Regions from separate parts of the Mus musculus genome. Here region 2 is linked to region 1. The links are chromatin contacts, called in public Hi-C maps. All regions are on one chromosome and are shown on one strand. Each heading gives the region's core, a stretch centred on a gene start, on an enhancer-like site or on the middle of the called end of the contact. The rest is flanking DNA. Distances are from core to core; before and after follow the strand shown. Region 1 overlaps Cytip (cytohesin 1 interacting protein). Region 2 overlaps Cobll1 (Cobl-like 1).

The links. A called contact is a pair of places that touch in the nucleus more often than the background predicts.
Region 2: a Hi-C map of memory CD8 T cells shows a contact between it and region 1, with 8 times the contacts expected there. The contact joins two enhancer-like sites. A contact is called at or near these places in 1 of 39 promoter capture datasets (pre-B cells) and 1 of 484 Hi-C or Micro-C datasets (memory CD8 T cells).

The regions. Positions count from the first base shown.
Region 1 is chr2:58,153,036-58,158,786 of GRCm38.p6, reverse strand. All of the region lies in intron 1 of Cytip (cytohesin 1 interacting protein), which reads left to right. Among named protein-coding and RNA genes, the nearest start is that of Cytip, 4.2 kb to the left of the region's middle. Within about 2 kb of position 3,011, at least 96 of the 459 cell types and tissues checked have an H3K27ac peak or open chromatin away from gene starts, as enhancers often do. A contact at or near this core is called in memory CD8 T cells, where this site is marked.
Region 2 is chr2:65,185,903-65,191,653 of GRCm38.p6, reverse strand. All of the region lies in intron 1 of Cobll1 (Cobl-like 1), which reads left to right. Among named protein-coding and RNA genes, the nearest start is that of Gm13594, 45 kb to the left of the region's middle. Within about 2 kb of position 2,068, at least 131 of the 459 cell types and tissues checked have an H3K27ac peak or open chromatin away from gene starts, as enhancers often do. A contact at or near this core is called in memory CD8 T cells, where this site is marked.

The DNA of each region.
Region 1 (5,751 bases), core at 1,762-4,261:
ACCTGATGTGGTGAGTGGATTCCTTGGCATTTTCCACAGTGATGAAGCTCATTTGCTAGTAGTTGATTGTCATTCTCAATCCAACGTGTTTTTATAATACAAAGTTTGGTGAACATCTGTATCGATTTATAAATGGGCAACACAGGAAACGCCAACGGGTTTACTCAGATTCTAAACAGAGAGCAGTCTGTTTCTCTTTCTATTTAATACAAAGCCATTACACCAAATTCTGATCATTTGCTATCCTACTATTTGTTCTCGGCATATATCACTTACCAGGAAAAATACTGTTAATAACTGCACCACGGAGGGAATCTTTCCAGATCTTGTTCTCAGCTCAGGCTTTACACGTTGCCAGTCCCTGCCAGGTAAATCAAACTATATGTCAGCCCTGAGGGCTGGAGAAGGGTTAGCATTAGGGGACAGTTTGAGCAGGTGTATATGTAATATGTCTCCATAAACTGTCTTAGGCTTCCTAAGCATGGGAATCCCTAATGTGGGGACACAGACTCTGGTGTGTCAGGAAAATCCAGTGTGTGCCTGTGAGAGTTGAGAGGAGGGACAGCATGTGGCCAGTTTCCTTGAGAAAATAGTGCAGTTGGTTCTTGCTATCCACAGAGCATTGGTTCCAAAACTACCATCTTTGAAAATCAAAGACCAGAGATGTTGGACTCCCTGATATAAAATGGCAGCATATTTGCCTATAAACTACTAAGACCATGTCTAATACCTAAGACAATATCACTTGCTATGTGAGTAGCTGTCACATTATAGCATTTAGAGACTGAGGGTCGAAAAGAAACATACACATGTTCAGTACAGAACATGCCATGTGTTTCATTTCTATGGAGTATTTTCATCATCAGATGGTTGAATAGACAGATTCAGAACTATGATTTGACCAGCACCTATAGCCATTGAATAATTGGTTTGAGATATTGTGGATTTTAGGAAGTTCGTTCTAGAAATGAGACAAGTAGGTGGAGGAACTTTTACTGTAGTTGGTGAAGGAGTAGACGAGGCAATGGAGAGAAACGGTAAAGACTTGGTGATCAACAGCAGTAAGAACCAAGGAGATACAGCTGGCTTTTAAGCCTGAGTTTAGATAGTACAAAGTGGAAAAGGACAGTAAGAAGGACTGGATGGGTATTAAAGGGGACCGTAGAGGGATTTATGAATATAAAATGTGTGAGCACACAGACTTGCTATGCCATCCACTTATGTACGGGCCCTGTTGTATTTCTTCCCTTTCTCTTCTCATACATTTAAACACACTGTGTGATGTACTTCCCCTATCCTTGAAACCTTTTCTTACTTTTCTATTTCCCAAAGGGGAAAAAAACAAAACAAAAACAAAAAGAAACCAAACATTTTGGGCATAGACTCCTATAATCCCTTTCAGTGAATCTTCACAAAGGTATATGTCAAGATTTTATAATTTCCCACAGGGATTATTGCCTCCTATTAATTATTTCTTAGAAAAACAAACAGACAAGCAAACAACAATAACAAAAACAGCAGCCCACCCCTCTGGCCCTGTGTGAATGGTCTGTACCAGGATCTCAGTGAGGCAATTGCGGTAACAGGTGTTCCTCTGTCTGCTGTTATTCTCACTACTCTGAGGGTGACGTCAGTGTTCATACTTCTTGTTGTTGTGGCTTTGGCTTCTGCAAAGCTATAACTGGCTAGCTTGTAGCTTCAGCTTAATTTTCAGGATCCACTGGTTGTTTGCACTCAGAGTTGTTTAAAAATAGATCTCTCTCTCTCTCTCTCTCTCTCTCTCTGTGTGTGTGTGTATTATTTCAGTACCTGCATTTGTAGAAGTGCCAGACACACCAAGAATGCTTCTAATTTTGAAACTTGGTTTTTTTTTTTAAAGTGGGGGGGGGGGCAAAGTCCCTGCAATATAAACTCTTGAGGGAGGGTGTTGCGAGGAAAGGGAAGTTTTATAACCATGCCATGCCCTAGGGGTAGGTATTGTGCCTGACTGCCTCTCCCAGGAGACTGTACTGAAGGTGGCTCTTACCTAGTGCTCCAGGGACAGCAGGGAATCTGGCACACAGGTATGACGTTTGAGTATGAATTAGACCCAAACAGATCATCATTGTCTAATTTTCTCTTGGTGAGGAAATTAGCGCTAATGAGGAAGCTTCTGGATGGCTGGTTTCACATACAGTTTTGGTTAGGGATGGTGCTAAATGCTTGTAATGGGTATAGCTCTGGGTAGGTTCTGCCTACAGGGAGGACTTTCTTTGTCCTAGTACCTCATCAATAGGCAACATCAATACTGTGGTGTTATGTCTGGGTTAATACCCAACCATTCTTTAAGATGTATTTATTTGAGTTCATGAGTACACTGTTGCTGTCTTCAGAGACAGCAGGAGAGGGTACCACATCCCATTTCAGGTGGTTGGGAGCCACCATGTCATTGTTAGGAATGGAACTCAGGACCTCTGGAAGAGCAGTCAGTGCTCTTAACTGCTGAGCCATCTCTCCAGCCCTTCAACCATTCTTTAAAAGAGGTGCGGGGCTGTGATCAGACCTTCCTGTAAGCTGGGACAACCCATTTACGGGAGTATGGGTCAGATAAGTGTGACGTCGACTTTACTTTCGTTATTTTGTTGTGTCTTTGGATAGTTTGATAATCCTTTCTGTCTTAATGGTCTGACTTTCAAAAGTAGGGGAGAGCTGTATTCATGAAACAGCTGGGAGTAAAAGTGAGATAAGCAGGCAACTGGGAAGAGTCAAGGACATAACTTGAAACAAAGTACTTAAAAAAAAAAAAAGAAAAGAAAAAAAAAAAGGAAGAGAAAAAAAGGCCCACTTCCGAATCTGTACCCTCTCCTTACCACACCTACATTTTGTGTGTGTGTGTGTGTGTGTGTGTGTGTGTGTGTGTGTGGTGGGGGGTGGTGGGGGGGTGGCGGGAAGTGAGTTCACAGAACCCGGGCGAGAACATAACAGTCTAACCTAGCAACAAAAATGACTTCAGTGTTGGTCTCTGAGCTGCTCTGTGGCAGGTTATCCATCAAGCTGTGTTTCCGATTTCCTTCTATTTTGCACACTGACAGCTGCTGTATTTGGTCTTGATTTTGCACTAAAGAGAGACCCGTGAATCACACTGCATAGCAGGAGACATGGTGTGTGGAATATTAATGCTTTGTCTCTTAAGTTGTCTCACTGAAAGCAGAGGAACTTCTCTAAGATCAGCCCCAGACACCAGGCTCCTGGCTAGTGAGTAGATAAGGAGCCTCCTGTACTGTAGTCAGAGCCCAATGTGTAGCTTTCAAGCCTGCCAAATTGCTAAACCTAGACTTCTCATATTAGATAATGTGTAATAAAAGACAGCTGTTGTCAGCATATGCTGTAAATTGCACACCAGTTCTCCATTCATGAATTTGGGGGCGGGGTTTGGGGCATCATTACAACTCAGAAGAACTCTGGCTGGGAGGGCAGTCTGGGGCACACCTACTCCATCCAAGTCTACATCTTTAAATAGGGCTGGTGCATGCTAGGGAGAGGGAGATGGGGAAAGCTTGATTCAGAAGTCTTGGGCACACTCCGAGTAAGACAGGCAGTTTAGCAGGCGAGCAAGGCAGAAGCTTGAGAGTTTCTTTTAGCTCATCCCAGATAAAAATTAAGAGGACACTGTGTCAAGATGTGCCCGATCCCTGCCTGGGAGTGGTGGCACATGCCTTTAATTCCAGCACTTGGGAGGCAGAGGCAGGCAGATTTCTGAGTTCCAGGCCAGCCTGGTCTAGAGAGTGAGTTCCAGGACAGCCAGGACTACACAGAGAAGTCCTGTCTCAAAAACAAACAAACAAGCAAACAAATGAGCAAGATGTAACTGTTCCCTCCCACCCCCATCAGAGAGTATGATGGTAGCTATTGTATTTAAATTGCTTTTTTATTTATATGTTCATTGCTTAAAATAGCCTATTTGCTAATCCATAATGGAAGGTAATTTATAATCTGATTTAGTTTGAACTTTTGTGTCACTGATAACCCAAACAAATGAGTAGCAGGAGTGCTCCACCGTTGCCTTAATATTCACTTTTAGTCAGAGAGCTACACAGAACTGTTAAAAAGGGGGAAGCTAGGGGCACCCTCTTCTGTATAGAGAAACCTGTTTGGTGGACCTAGAAGATTATAGACTTAAATCTATGCAAAATAACCAGTCACTTAAGAGGCACAGTGAAGAACTCTTGAGACTTCCAACAATTCTATAAATACTGGGCAAGGAAAAGGACTTTTAACATTATGGTAGCCAGACATTTTATTAATTCTTGCCACCTGTTTGATTTGTGAGGACTAATTACATCTCTCCAAAATTCATTCATTTAGCATTAGTTTTATTTGTTTTCCTTAGCTCTCTTTTTATACTACTTGATTTTTGAGTAGTTTCTTACCATCCTGTTGGTTTCTTTTGGTCTTTTCTATACTATATTTTAGATTTTATTTTTTTTCTTTTAAAAAATCACCCTTGGAGCTGGGCATGATGGCGAACGCCTATAATCCCAGCACTTGGGAGGCAGAGGCAGGCAGATTTCTGAGTTCGAGGTCAGCCTGGTCTACAAAGTGAGTTCCAGGACAGCCAGAGCTATACAGAGAACCCTATCTCAAAAAACCAAAAAAAAAAAAATTACCCTTGGATTTTTTCCCCTAAGAACATTTAGTTTAACGAAGGACAAAGTTAGAGAGGGATCTTAGCACATCACATTGAACTGAATGCCTCACCGACAGTCACTTGCAGATGGCATCTGAGGCTTAGTCTGTCTGTCTGTTTTACTATTTTTAAAGTCATAATCTACCCTTGGCCTCTCGTGAAGCACTGGGGTGGAAAGTAAAAGCTGTGTATTTCCCCAGAGTCTCAAAGCATACAGATGGCTATCTGCAGAAGTGAAGCACTCCATCAAATACACTCTATGCCCTTCATATACATGCCCTCGTGTAGACACATACACGCCTCTAGATGAATGATAAGGGAATGATGTACAAACCACAATAGCAAGAGCAACGTTTTAAAAACATAAAGTCCTTAGCGGTGGTTATAATGAACAGAATTAAAGACAGCTGAAACAAGTACCTGAAAATATGTGAATTAGCTGTGAAATACAAGGAAATGCCAATAATGAAAACAGATTAAGAAAATCTGAGCACACAATAGGGTGAGATGGACAATGCTTGCAAATACACCTTTTAAAAAGACCTTTCACAAGGATGGAGCCTTCAGATGGAGCCTTCTGACTTAACTGAAAGTTCCCACTCTTGTTAATCTCTCCCCCCGCCACCCTGTGTGTGTGTGTGTGTGGGGGGGTACATTCGTACATTCAGTAATTTAGGCACAAAACCAGATTATTGTAAACCATTCCAATTGCTGTAGGTATCCCATAATTAGTCCTTATAAATCAAAAGCCGAAACTTATTACGAGCCGAGATGATAATTTTAGGTCTGAGCCCTTCTGCTTGAGATTCCAGGTATAACTGACAAAAGAACACAGAGCAATTGTTACGTATAAAATCTGTGGATGACTACACTTCTCCGATATGTATAGTGACTGGTGGCTGAATTCTTAACACTGAGGCATCCCAGAAAATTGTGCAATTGTTGGCATTTGGTGGCTGGCAATTGAGTAACACAGATTTCTGTGGAACTTGTCCTGTATGCATTAATTTCTCCTGTGTATTTTCCATGTGTGCTTTTATCCCCACATCATTTTTATTTATCTGTACCAACTGCCCGGATCCACT
Region 2 (5,751 bases), core at 819-3,318, 7.0 Mb before region 1:
GCCTCCTGTCTCTTGAAGGATCCTGGAGGCTGATTATCTCCAGCAGGAGATAAGGTTGTTGTTCTTTTCTTTCCCCAGCAGAATAGGGATCCCTGATTAGGGGTAGAATGGAATTTCGGGGTAGGAACGTTTATGGGTGGGGAGCCTTGGGTGTGTCTTCCAGTGGAATGTCTACTCCAAGAAGTGATTCCAGGATCTGGTGGGCCTGGAAGGGAGTCAGTCCGGGGCTGGAGCAGAACAGGTCACTTAATCTTCTCCCTAAATATTTATTTTAGTGCAGGGACATGTGAAGGGCAGTGTCTGCAGGCAGAGTTTATGCTCAAAAGTATTCTCTCTAGATCTAAAGCATAAGTAGAAAATTGTAAATATTTAAAGCTAGACATTTTATTTAGCCCGAAACCATTTACTAATACTTTTTTTTAAAGGTGAAAAACGTTTTCCTCCGCGGGACATGTAATGCTTAGGGCTCATTATAGATGCAATTTACACAAATGCTATATAATTGTTACCGCTCAGTGTGAATTTGAGGAAATCAAGGCTTGAAGATCTAGAAGTTGGCTCGAGCTTACTGAGTAATGGAGTCTTCATTTGGATTCCTTTGCCCTTGAGTTACTTGTTTCTTAATCACCACCCTATATTGAAACAGTAGCCACTTTTAATTATGTGATAGTTGAAGCCCCAACTTTGTTCTATGAGGAGCCAGTGGGGATTGGTTCTGGGCATGCTTCTACTTTCTTAAAGCCTCATTTGCTGTGTGTCTGTCAGGCTGTAGTTTCCTGAGTCCAGACAGGGTGACTTTAGAACCTATGAGAGCAAAGGAGCCCTCAAAATTAGCAGCGTGATAGGCTGTTTCATTCTTATGTTAAATGTTCTTATTATTTCTTGAGACATCATCTCACTGTGTCACTGAGGTAGGTCTTGAACTCCCGAACTCAAGGAATCCTCAGGGTCCTGGGTAGCTATAGTTAGAGCATGTGTGATACCAGGCAGTATGCTGACCTTTAAAAAATAAGTCCTTGAGCGTCAGGAGTTGAAGGAGGCTTTTGTCTGTTGTCTGCGTACTGGTTTTCTAACTTGAAGTGCATTAGAGAATGTCCATTACCTTGCTGGTAAACCATTTCAGGACTGGAGAATTCAGCTTACTGGACGAACTTTCCTTACTAGTAATCTCTCCCTTGGTTAGTTCTGACTTTTACTTTGGAGGTAGACTAAGTTGTTAGACATTACAACAAATCATCTTCTAGACTTTATGATTATATAATGAAATGGTTGAGAGCTGGGATTGTAGCTCAGTGGTGGAGTGTGTACATAGAGTGTTGGAGGGCCTGAGTTCCCGTCCCTGCATCACACACCATCAGTGTGCACCGCCCCCCCCCTCACACACACACACACATACACAGACACACAGAGACACACACACACACACAGACAGACACACACACACATCTTATACATAAAGGAGTTGCACACTCATTTGATCTATTTCATATTTTAATATGAATGTGTGTTTTCAACTTTCAGTTTCAGGAAATAAAGGGATGAACATACACTTTTAATATTTTTGTCTTTTTTGGTTTCTAGAGTTAGGGTCTCAGTACGTAGCTCTGGATGTCTTGGAACTATGCAGACCAGAGTGTCTTAGAACTCAAAGAAATTGGCTTGCTTCTCTCTCCCTAGTGCTGAGATTTAAGGCACAAGTCACTACTTGAGCTGATGCACACTTTTAAACGGAACAGAATTTCATGAGAAACTGTAAAAAGGCTGGCATCTTGGGGTAGAACGGTCTTTAGGAGCAGTGAAGCCAGGGCTATCATGTGCAGGGATGCCATTCCTGTAGCCAACCAGAGACATGACGCCTGTGCTAAGGTCAGCAGGTGGGAAGGCTGCTTCTCAAGTACAGTTAGGATCCTGAATCACAGAGGACCACAAAGGGGACTCTCGGTAGCTCAGATCCTGTTCATATAAAAACAGCATCTGCTTTGCAGCTTTTACACTCAGCAGTGACTGTACGGGGTTCCTCTCAGAGGCAGAGCACAGCGGCCTTGCTGAGATCATGTCCTTCCTGCTCTCTGGCCTGCAGATCTGCTTAGCAGAGCCCCGGGCGGAAGGGAACCTGGGCTGGGGAATACTCTGGGTTTTGGGTCTGTCGTTCAGGAAGGTACACAGGAAGGAAGCTGATGCTGGGGTTTACCCAATCCACTGTAAAAGTGTGATGAGATGTTTGCTGGTTTCCATAGCCACATTTCCTGACCTGTCTCGTCCCCAGCCATCATGAAAATGTCACCTTTGGTCCTTTTATTAGAGTCCCATCGTGCAGAAAGTTTACTCAGTTTCTGCTTTTCTGTATACTTAGGTGAAAAAGAACTCTTATCCATGCCATGGGTGTGTTCTCAGTGAAAACACATTAAATGTGATTAAGTTGTAACACTTAGCTTTAAGGTTTTTTTTTTTTTTTTTTTTTTTTTTTTTTAGCTTTAAGGTTTTTTGAGAAGCTGATTTTTACAGCACGTGGAAGGAGTTGAGGAATGCCAGGAAAAACTATATGTAATACATAACATTTTATATTATATCTTATATACTGTATTTGTGATTATATAATACCATAATTTAAATATATATGCATAATAAAAGTGGGCTACTCAGAATGATGCATTATATAGATACAATATATACTTACACATTTATATAACTTATCTGAATGGAATGAAACCTAGATGTGAACTTTGCTGGGGACTTTGATGAAAGAATTCTTTGAAGAGGCAGTTACAAGCTGATATTTTAGGTTCTGCAGAAACATGAGAAGGAAGGAAGTTGTTTCTAGGCTGGGTTTGTGGTTTTTTGGGGGATGTTTTTAGATCAAGTGCCTTCCTAACACGGCTTAGTCTCACTTAGTTTCTAGAGAGACGTTTTCCCTCAGTGGCCGGTGATGTCCTGTCCGCGCTCTGATTTCACTTCTGAGATTCCTCGTGTAGTTTCTATTTTCCTATCTCCCTAGCAGCTTTTCTATTTACTGCACAAGTGCTGGCTCCCAGCACACAACATAAGGGGCACAGGTGAATGGAATTCTTTGTTCTTGATTAATTACAAAGAGTATGTGTATTTTAATGTTTTTTTCCTTCATTTGTATTTTTATCTGCTTCATCTGTTTTTCTTACTGCTTTTGAATGTAGAAGAAGAAAGAAGAATGGTAAGCCTAAAATGAAAACAGAAGAAAACCAGGGCTGGGGTGGGAGTGGGGACCAGCTGACTGTTTTAGAAGCATTCAGAGTTGCATAGTTAACCAGTGAATGTCAAGTGTATGGAGATGTAGCTAGTGGTCTCAGCTGAGAGTCTCTCAGGTGCACTTGTTTTTTTGTTTTTTTGTTTTTTTAAACTGTGTCCTTATAAAAAGAAGAAATTGAAGAGAGACTATCTACAATTAGTCTTAACCTCTAAGTTTTGAAAAGAATTGACCTGTAGGCTCTAGGTGGATAGTTAAGTACTAACACATATTCTCACCTGGTTGGAAATTCAAATAGAAAGAAAGAAAGCTATAAATCAAGTCCTTTGAGAATCAATATATTAATCTAGAGATTAGATTGCTCTTGGGCTCTTGTCTTTCTTTCTTTTCTTTCTTTCTCTCTTTCTTCCTTTTTCTTTGTGTGTGTATATGTGTTTTGTTTTGCTGCTTTTCAGAAACTGTTTGTCTGACAACACCCTCTCTGCTTAGCCCAGAGTGAATGATGGCTATTTTGTATTTTGTGTGCTCTATTTTTGCTTTATGTCTACTCACTCTTGTGAACTGGGTATGAAAATCCCTGACTGACTGCCTTGGTGGGTGATGCCACTTGGCCAGCCACTGTTGCTTACTATTTTGCTTGCCAATCTACTATGAGCCTGGTGATTTTCCATCATCCCCCACATCCTCACCACCACCTCACCCACATTTTTCCTAGTCCTCTCTAACCTCTGCACTTATATGCTTTATTAAAATGGGGCTTGTCATATTCTAGTACTCTATTGCATGCAGTATGCATGTATTTATTTTCAATATTTGCCCCTGCAAACTACCTCTCTTATATTTTGCCTAGAATTACCAGACCTTTGAGAAAAAAAACTTGAAAAATTAACTCCTATTCTCTTGGCTTCCAAGCCAATCCTTTTTTATTCCCTGTATAACCTGCATTTGTTTCTCTATATTGATTGTTCCCTCCCAGTGCATAGGTTTAGGGGATTGAATTAAGATCTTCAGGCTTAGTGCGAGGTACCTTTTACCTACTGAGCCATCTGCCTGGCTCCTAGACTGATTGATTTCTGTGGTTGATCATTTAACTCCTTGCAAATGATTGTATCAATTTCAGGCTTTCCTTCCTTTTTAGACTAACATCTGCCCAACATGCTACCAACTGTGAAACTTAGAAACCCTATATTAAAGTACGTCCTGTTCTGTGTTTTAGCTAGTAGGTGATACTAGAGGAGAAAGTGAGCTTGGGTTACTTACGTATTTGTCATGGAAATTTATTACCTGTGTAGAAGCTAGCTTTAAATCATCACTGTTCAGATTATTAAAAAGTAAAGGGGGCTGAATCACTCAGATTTGATTCACAAGGGTCCACATGGCAGCCCACAACTATCTGCAACTCCAGTTTCAGGGGATCCATCGTTCTTCTTTTATACTTCCAGTGTGCACGTGTGATCGTGTACATATGTGTGTGCACTGTGCGCACTCACACACACAAACACACACATACACGCAGGCAAAACACCCATACACCATTGAAATAAGAAAGTGAAAATAACAACAGCAACTCAAAGCACCTTTCACTGGGAAAGCTCCTGGGTAGCACACACTGGGCCCTGCCTTCGCTCCCCTGTATCTCACCCACCCCCAAAGACTTGCAGTTCCAAATGTCACATCTGCATAGGCTTCTTATATTTTAGATTTCTTAGGGAAAGGTAGTCTTTCCTCTAGTGGTTGTCACACAGGATTTCTGGAATACCTTGGACAAGTTTTCAGCCAGTCCTGCACAGTTATGTAGCCAGGGTTGGGTAAGCCTCTTGTTTTGGGATTGGGTTACGATAAATCACAGTGGTTCAGCTGTAAAGTCTTGCTCCCTGGTTTGAGCCAGTCAGACTCTGCTAATATGGGTTGGTTTGGGGAACAATCCCATCCAGCCACCAGGTCTGCTAACCCATTCAAGAAGCATGGGACAGATGGAATTGGAACTGCTCACATGTTCTGCCCTCATAGCTGCTTTTTAAAGTCAGAATAAAAGGATAATCACATTTTCTAGTAGCTTATTTCTGGCTTGATATATATATATATATATATATATATATATGTATATATATATATATATATACATACACACATATATATATATATATGAACAAATCATAAGTGAAATAGATTTGAAATCGATAATGAAACAATTCCACATGGTTTGTTTTACCCCAGAGCCCTGTGTGGAAACAGAGAGAGCATTTTGATGATAATGCCCATAGCCATAAAAGCTGGGGATTAGGTATGCCTAATGCTACTGCACAGACCTTGAATACTCCTCTAAGACTTGGACTCCTTTGCTGCTGCTGAGAGAAGGTGGACCATTTGGGATTCGGGGACTCTCAGTAGGAAGTCCAGTCATTGGGAGCATGATCTTGAAGGTGATATTTGGATCCTGGCCTCCCTGCCTTCGTTTTTTTTTTCTGTGTTCCATCTCCCATCAGTAAGCATAGTCCTTCTTCGTATGCCCTCTCACCACTATGGATGTT